Linked DNA regions of Mus musculus: region 1 is linked to region 2. A link is a contact called in public ChIA-PET data. All regions are on one chromosome and are shown on one strand. The core of a region is the stretch at or near the end of the contact, and the rest is flanking DNA. Distances in the headings are between cores, read along the strand shown. Region 1 holds the start of Dcaf17 (DDB1 and CUL4 associated factor 17). Region 2 overlaps Tlk1 (tousled-like kinase 1).

Region 1 (4,167 bases), core at 664-3,163, 260 kb before region 2:
GATGCAGAGAATTTCAAGTATGTGTGTACTCTGTCAATCACTGGAAGTTACATCCAAGGGCGAATCGAGGGACATGGGTAGATTCACCAGCACTAAAGGCTAATAAATTGTAGGTTGGGCGATTTGCCAAAGAACCAAAAAAAAAAAAAAAAAAAAAAGATACCTCCTGGAGTCAAGGCAAACCTCAAAAATCACTAGTCTCTCTGACTTCCAGTTTCTGATCCCACAAGAAAAGAACTTAGGCGTTATTAATCACTTCTGAGATAGTTCCAGCTGGTGCCCTGCAAGCATGAGGACCGGAATTTAGATCCCCAATACTCATGGTTTTCCTAGAGTTGTGGAGGTGGAGACAGGCAAATTCATAGCACTTGCTGACCAGGCTGTCTACAGGTATTCTAGCTTCCCAGTCCAGTGAAAGGAGAACCTATCTCAACAAGGTGATTTGCTCCGGAGGAACAACACCACTGAAGCTTGGCACACAGAAAAATGCCCATAATTCTTACAGATGCAAAGTGAAAGATAAAGAGCGGCAATTCCATAATCCCTTAATCCAGGTGACGGGCATGGAAGCATCAATTCACTGTGTCGTTCTCTTCAGTCTGACCTTGAATGGATGGAGGCTGGCTGTTAAATACTATTTATCTACAAATACTATACTTTTGTTTGAACATTTTTTTTCTCTTGGGAAAAAAAAAAAAGTACTTCTAAAACAAAATGCCTGTCTCCTAAGCAGCATCTAATTATTTCACAACCCATTTTCTGGACTCTGATCTTTAAATGGGTATAAAACAGCAAACTGTGCTGAGAAACGTATTATTTTGCCTGTGCTATAATTTTGTGTGAAATAAAAGTATTTACAAAGATGAAGTCCGAAACTTTAGACTTAACGAGTTTTTAAGATCACATGCATTTTCCACCTAGTTTTATTATGGACTCATTTTTTTTTTTTTTTTCATCTTCCAATTTCACTAAGTACTAAAGAAGCCACGTGGTTCTATAAAAACTAGGGTCAGGTGGATTATAGCAAAAAAAAAAAAAAATCATCACCAAGAATTTACCTGCTGACACAGCACCGGTAATTGTCAAAATATATTCTTCCTCTCTCATAGGCTATAGGTGACTTGGAATGAGTTGTCCAAACATTCTTAAATTTAGTACTCTCCTGAAAGACACAAAGAATTTCAGTTTAGGAAAGAACTCAGTCCCCTGCTATGGAACCATTTTCGGTGGGTAGTTGAAATCTACAGTTTTAAAGTACATTGTTTCTCCTTTTTTTTTTTTTTTTTTCTCCCTCTGCCCATAGATGTCGGTTTAGTTGGATGCCCAAGTTTTGAATCGATTGTTTGCAGGAAGGCAAAAGAAGCTTTTTAAAAACTACGCCAGGCGGCGGACCTGAGTACCTATTTTCTAATACCCTAATTGCGGGACACGGATGCCCCTCCCCACGTAAGACCCTCAAAGGGGTATCAGAGCGCGTAAAAAACTGCAGCCCGGCAGGAGGTTGGACCCCGGGCACCCCGACTTCGGCGGGCGTCACCTGGCACACCAGCGCCCGCAGGATGCCCAGGTTCGTCCTCTGCACCACGCCTGCGTCGCGTGCATAGAAGCCCAGAGCCCGGCGACTCAGCCTGCGGCACACATTGGCCTTCCGGGTCCGGCCCATGGAGACTAGGGGTCCGCAGGGCCCAGGAGGGGCGCGCCCCTCACTTCCGCGAGGGGTGGCAGCCGCCACCTGCGAACCTCAAAGGAAGGCTGACGCGGGACCCCGCGCTGGGGACTCGGGGCAGAGATCAAGAGGTAGCGACACACGGATTTGACGCAAAGGAACAGAATCAACGGCGCCTTCCTGGCCCTTCTTTCTGCTCTCGGGATTAACGCTGCACCTCGCGGCCCTCCGTATCCACTCCCTCTCCCGGAAATGTAGTCCCCTTGGCCTTTTCCGCCCCTATGGCTTCTTTTTCAGAACTACAATTCCCGTCAGGCAGAGCGAGGGCTGGCCTGGCCCCGCCCCACCCCTCCCTGCCCCTAGCCCGCCTCTCCTGGCCCTAATAGGCTGCGCCGTAGGGCTGCGCAGTGGGTCGGGTAGCCTTCCGGGCTGCACGCGGTAAACCTGGATAGCTTTGGTGGGTGCTGTGCAGCCACCTGGTGGTGTCGCTTCACCTGTGTGTCCCAGGAAGCAGTCCCTTTCTGCCCTGGTCGTGGGACGACTGCCAACCCCTCCTTTGGCCCTGCAAGGCTCTGGCCACGCGTCCAGAGGGGCGTTGTGGCCAGTGGGACCCTCCAAAGGTACGCCCCGTGGCTTTCCCTCAGCCGCACTTGGGACGTTGTGGATGAGGTTGACTTCAACATTTAGTTGTGTAACCACTATGCTTTTGTATGGTAATTAGTGGTGAAAGTTGCTGTTTTTCCCATCAAAGTAGGATTGAATTTCTCCTTCCCAAAGGCTCGTCCTTGTGTGGCCAGCGGGGACCCTGACTGGTTTTGTGGTAATTGCTGTGTTTTCTTCCTCCTTCCATTTTTCCCCCTTATAGGGAATAAAATATGAAATGTTTGCATTCTTATTGAACTGCCTAAGATAATCCAGGTTGACTTCTCTAAGTAAAAAATAACATTCTCTGTGAACTAGCTCAGCCTGCGTGTTCAAAATTACTAACATACTAAAAATTTCCGTAACTGTATACCAAATGCGACCCGTAACCTCATTGTAAACCCCTTTAGTGTGGTGTCTGCATCTCCCACATAGACTTAATAGACTTGGCATGCCACTCCGTGATCTTAAGTGCTTAAAGAAAAAGTCAGTAAGCACACCAGCTTTCTGATCGACAGAAGTACAGTACAGGATGGATGTGCTGGATCAAACGTTAGCCGTTTCATTTTGTTGTTTTAAATGGAAAACTCTTATACCCTTGATGCATTTCCTTCGGGGTCTGGCTTTTTTGTTTGTTTGTTTGGTTGTTTTGTTGGAGGTTTTTTTTTTCCCCCCCTGATATTTCATGACCTGCTTATAGCATACGGTGGAGTGAGTGCTTTGTATATTTTTAGAAAGCTCCACAATAGTTAATTTGGTCATTCATGAATGCAGCTGTCACTGAAATGCTGGAACCCAGAAAAATATAGCTGGATTTTCTTTGGCTGAAGCGAAATGCAAATCATTGCTGAATTGCACTCATCATTTCCTTTTTGTCTTTCTTGTCGCAGCTCTTGTCTTTCTGTGCTCTCCCACCATGGCTGAGCTTTGGTTTCTGTGCTTGTTTTTCACATGACTTCTAAGATGCCACTATGCTCCACTATTACCACAAAAACAGTAGCAAGTAGTGGGCATATTGTGATCATACCTTCCGCGCATTCACTTTAACATATTAAGTCCCAACAACTGGATGCAGACCACCCATTCAGACATGAGGGCCATGCCCCTCACTTGCTGCTCTACTGTAATGGCGCTGTCTTTCTTGGTTTGGACCAAAGTCCCCCCAGTTTCTCCCAGGTCTGAATGCTTAACCTCTGGAAACTCTGTGCGCTTGAGAAGACTGTTTACTTGCTTCTCCTTCACGTCCACTCTTACCAGGGTGGTACTTCAAGGCCAGTTGCCTCTCAGTGTTTTTCAGGTTTTTCCACGAGGCATCAAGCTTGGCCCCTAAATCATCATAGTAAGTGGTTTCTTTCCTCACAGTCGACAGCCAGTGAGCTGGCTGAGGGACTGCACAATATTCACGGCTTGGGCAGTCCCCATTCTTACCCGGCCTTCTGAATGCTCCCTTCCTGTGCTATTGATCTTACCACTGGGATCCCTAAGGAGAGTCATTAGACCATCTCTGCCTCTCCCACAACCAAGTACTTTTGATTCTATTTCTGTCCAGTCTTTTCATCCCAGTAGTTTTATGCCTTCCTGTTTTCTATCCCATTATTAATTAGCCTTCTGATTGTTCTTCCTGCCTACACTTGGAGACTCTCGATTCCCAACCTGCCGCAGCCTTTTAGAGAGTGATTTCACTAATGCACAAAGCTGTCACATCATTCTTAGTGGCTCCTAGTTACCCACCACAGAATGTCTCAAACCAGAATCCAACCTAGAGTCTTTCATTGTTAAAGTATTTTTGGTATGTTAAATGTATGCAAATATAAAACCATATATAAAACCCTATGTAGCTTTTGTGCAACTATAATAAC
Region 2 (4,564 bases), core at 1,195-3,694:
CTTATTTAAAAAATGGGACGATATGTTAATATAGAAATAAGATCTAGTATAAAGTACGTAGCTGTATATTCATGTATGAATGCATGAGGGGGAAAATTAAAATTGTAAACCTGAGGCTAGAGAAAAAGAATCTTGGCTAATTATTTACATGACATTAGAGAAATTAAGCATTAAAATCTATGCTATTCTACCTACTAGGAATTTCAGGCCCCAGGGAGAACGTTGGAAGGAGTATAAATTATGATGTATATTGTATGTGCTGGTGTACACCTCTATGCTAATGTGGGAATTGGTATATTTTATTGAAAGAATATTAAGTGACAGGTTTAGTACAACATACAAAAATACAAACTTGTTTTACTGTAACAGATATATTGTATCATTTTTCTATTTTATATATGAGGATGCTGAATAGGGGTGGGGTGGGGGGACTTGACCAAGCCTACATAATTAGAGTGTGTGTATTGTATGTGCTATGACATGCATGTAGAGGTCATAGGACAGCTGCCTGTATAGACTCTTACCTTTGTTCTTCTTTGACATAGGACCTACTGTTGTTTCTGTTGCATATTCTAGATTAGCTGGCTTACAGACTTCTGTTGATCCAAACTCAGGTCTTCAGGCTTGTGTTGCAAATGCTGAACCATGTCCTCTACTCCTGCATGTATTTGTTTGTTTATTTTGATGAAAGACTAGTTATCAGATGGGAGGCTTAGACTTTTCTAAACCTGCTTTATTTAGGGTTCTTGAGTGCTTCAACCTCTCTCCTATCCCACTGACTAGAGCTTGGAGAGAAAGAAGGTTAGTAGGAAAAGGAGATTGTGGACCTGTTTAGAAGTAGTTCTTTGGGGTGACTAGACTCTTGTTATCAGGATACCATCAATCCAGTCCAATAGGAAACACCAAACACCAATCAGTAACCATGGCTCTGTCCAGCAGAAACCACAAGGCCTTGCCAAATCATCGAGAGTCAGTGGAAGCAGCGGGAACACCATTCATTATAAGTTCTTTGGTGAGTTTCCCTCTACATAGTGAAGACCATTAAAGAAGCGAGACCAGCGAAGTGTTGCACAGCTAGTGAAGACCAGCAAAGCATCGCATAAAGTCGGAATGCAAGAGCGTCCTCTCACTGTCTGAGGGGTTCCATTTATACTCTCTCTGAATATCATGGACCCTCTAACGGCGTCTGCTCCAGCAAAACATCATCACATGCCCTCTCGAGTCTGCTTCAGCAAAACATCCTCCAAAGACAGCTTCCAGAAAAACATCATGGGACACAACCAAGTTTCCAAAAGAAACTGGAAATGGAAATTTCCACTTTATCAGACATTTTTTTAAAATTAGTTTTTAAAAGTCATATTAGAGAAGCAGAAATCCAATGAGTTGCCTCTGATTCAGTCTGTGCAGTTTGGTCTCAGTATATCTTAATTCTTCCCTGTGAGGACTACAAGAATAGTGTTTAAAATGATACAGCTTTAGACTTGGAGTGAGTCTAGAGTAGACTGTCTTCTCACTATAGGCTTATATAATTGAACATATACATTAGATACTGTGCCTGTTAAGACTGTAATCATTTGGATAAAATACTTTGTTATTGTATGTGTATGCAGTCAGTCTCTCTCTCTCTCCCCCCGTAGAGTATGGGTTAGGTATATATGGCTCTGAGATAGTTTACTAGAACAGAATTAAGTGTTCAAAGAGAATTTGCTTGTGTGAAATGTGATAGGTGACCAGAGAGGTATTTCAAATCAGTGGAGAAGGTTGCATTCATGAGAAAATTGAGACCTTTTTCTTTTTGGGGGGAAAAACTAGATATACCAAACACTTAAAAAGAAGAGTTCTAACTAAAACTATTAGAAAAGTTTAAGGTATGTTTTTATTAGACTCCTGTGAGAGCAAGCTGTTAGAAAATGACTTTCTGATTGATTTTGTGGTACTCATTTAGCATGTTTTGGTTTAACTGCCAGAAAATGAGACGGCAGAGTAAGTTATGTAAAACATTGTCAATGAAATTGTATTATGTGAAAATGGGTATTTTAAAATATTTTTTGAAACTATAATTAGATAATTTCCCCTTTCCCTTTCCTCCCTCCTAACCCTCCCATCTACCCCTCTTTCAAATTCATGGCCTTTTTTTTTCTTTAATTGTTGTGTGTGTATGCACCGAATATGTATTACCATTTCAAATCTGAGGAATTGGGCACAGTAAGGAAATACCAAATCAAAGCAGGACTGAAACCCAGTAGAGAGAACTCCAGATCCTCTGGCTCCATGTCTACTGTCAGAAGGCTAGCATGGCTGTGGCCTTCTGGCTTTGCTCATATGTTGTTTCTCTCTTGGGCTGGCTCTACTCCCCGTATGGAGCCCTCCATAATAGATATGCCATGGCTCTAGCACCTCAATATCTTGGGGCCTTCAGCACAACTCAAGTTTCACTTTTACAGTGCAGTGGCCTCTCTGGGCTTCTTTCAGTTTTTGTTAGGGCCTTGATGGAGGTGTCGCTCCACTACATACTGCCTGGACTCAGCAGCTCTCCTTAACCAAGGAAGATTCTACGATTCTACAACTTTCTTTACTCGTGTGTGTGTGTGTGTGTGTGTGTGTGTGTGTGTGTTAAAAATACAACCTGTTTATCACTCTGTATAATGCTACTTGTATGTATGGTTTTAGGACTGACGATTTTTATTGAGTGGTATACACTTGTCTGAACAGACTATTTCTCTTGTTCTCAGCATTCTTTATTTGCCTGTAGGTCTTTATCTAGGGTTGAGGCCTTGTGAGATTTTTGTCTTCCATGTCAGCATGTCTAATGTTTTCTTTGCTCAGTTCATGTTTAGGTAGCCATGTTTGTGCTATTTCATGGATATAGCTTCTGACATTTCTAGGAGATACAGTCTCACAGCAAACTCCCTGATTTTCTGCCTCTATAGTAATCTTTCCAGCCCTTCTGCAGTGTTGCCGGAGGTGAGGGAGCTGTGTTGAAGATATATCAATTTGGACTGAGCTCTATAGTTTTGCATTTTGATCAGTTACATTTTTCTGTAATGATCTGTTGCCTGGTGGAAAATGAAGGTTGTATGTATGTATGTATGTATGTATGTAATGTATGTATGTATTTTGGGGCAGATGAAAGCCATACTTCTGGTGAGACCCTGGAGAATGACCAAAATGGATGTTTTAAGGCTAGTTTGAATTACTCTATAGTGTTAGAAAAACACTTTGTTGTTTCCTTCATTCTTGTCCCTGTACTTTGAAGTGTGCTAAGACAACAAAAAAAGATGACTCATTTAAAATGAATATTTTACTTTATTAAGCTGATTTCTTAGGTTTATCCTGAAATTTTTTTAAAATAAAAGTGTTCTCAGCTGTATCAGTCAATTTATGAAAAATATTAACAGAAGAAAAACAAGCTTATGTATAAGCTATCATATCAGATCAAATTTAACACAGAAAGTTAATCTCGAATAAATTTAAGTTTTGGATTTTGGGAAGTTTCAAGTTTTAAGAAATTTTATGGTGATATCTCAGCAGCAGTAGAATCTATTGAGAGGTTTTTTAATGAACGGACTTATTTTCTTAGGTCTTTGGTAAATTTTAAAGACACGCTTTCTAAATATTTTTATTTTATTTTGACTGTCAAAGATGAAGACTTAGGCAAGTAAGAATTATACAATGAAAAGTCTTGTTAAAAACAAAGGTGGTGTAATTGTAAGCACTGCTGATTTATCATAATTAATACACCTCAAATTAGTACAAAAAGCATTTTGGAAAGTCATGCTTTTTGACAGCTGTGGGTCTTTGATGTAAGACAGGCAGAGAGGAGGGTGGGCTACGGCACAGTGATTTGATGGGTTCAAGTCATGCTTGTGCTGCATGTTTGTTCCCTGAGACGGTTTTGATCATAGAGATTGCTGTTGATCTCTAACTTGGGTAGTCTCAGCTGTTGTTTTTATTTGAAATTTGGAGTTTACAACTGTAAATCTGACAATTAGGCAAATAAAAATAATGGAATGCAGGGTAGTTAGAGGATTGTCTTTTTGTTGATGGTGGCTTTTTGAGACAGATCTTGCCTTATAGTTCAGCATAGCCTTGGACTTACTATGTAGCTCAGGCTAGCCTTGAACTTGGAATTCTCTTGCCTTGATCTCTGGAATTCTAGAATTCCTGTCAGGTACTATTAATTGTAGGCTATTCCTTAAGAGTGTTAATGTCTTTAGTATGCTCTATAATTTTTTACAAAGTATAATCACTATGTAATAATGGGTAGTGGTGGTATCACTTTTTCTTAGAGAGGTTCACCCCTGTAATTGAGCATGGAACACTTGAGGGTTAAATGAGAACTTAGATCAGATTGAAATCTTTGAAACATGCTCTCAGATGATAGCATAACCATGTACTTTAAATATGCACTTTAAATATGTTTAAAAAGATCAAAGGAAGAATAATAATATTGAAACTTCAATTCCACAAATAGTGTTATATCTTTCCAAAATTTATGACATTCTTTTTGTATTATAGTGACAGAGCTGAGTAGTTGTGACAGAGACCATACAGTATATTTTTC

What was found. ChIA-PET counts read pairs in DNA pulled down with a chosen protein or histone mark.
Region 1: a contact with region 2 is called in an RNA polymerase II ChIA-PET map of memory CD8 T cells, with 114 read pairs. The contact joins the promoter of Dcaf17 here to the enhancer-like site in region 2. A contact is called at or near these places in 16 of 39 promoter capture datasets (the 3T3-L1 cell line, the HPC-7 cell line, HPC-7-derived erythroid cells and 11 more), 2 of 15 datasets of contacts at CTCF or cohesin (the NIH/3T3 cell line and large pre-B cells), 48 of 484 Hi-C or Micro-C datasets (the AML12 cell line, B cells, the C2C12 cell line and 34 more), 32 of 115 datasets of contacts at active chromatin or transcription factors (the 230-238 cell line, CD8 T cells, DN3 thymocytes and 22 more) and 4 of 9 other capture datasets (adipose tissue, embryonic stem cells, liver and 1 more).

What each region holds. Positions count from the first base shown.
Region 1 is chr2:71,053,490-71,057,656 of GRCm38.p6, reverse strand. It overlaps Dcaf17 (DDB1 and CUL4 associated factor 17), which reads right to left and starts at 1,913. Exons shown (of 14, transcript NM_001165980.1): 1 at 1,538-1,913; 2 at 1,059-1,162. The coding sequence starts at 1,663. It overlaps Mettl8 (methyltransferase like 8), which reads left to right and starts at 2,051. Exons shown (of 10, transcript NM_145524.3): 1 at 2,051-2,286.
Region 2 is chr2:70,791,386-70,795,949 of GRCm38.p6, reverse strand. All of the region lies in intron 1 of Tlk1 (tousled-like kinase 1), which reads left to right. Among named protein-coding and RNA genes, the nearest start is that of Tlk1, 32 kb to the left of the region's middle. Within about 2 kb of position 2,444, at least 15 of the 459 cell types and tissues checked have an H3K27ac peak or open chromatin away from gene starts, as enhancers often do. A contact at or near this core is called in B cells, CD8 T cells, Th1 cells and 3 more, where this site is marked.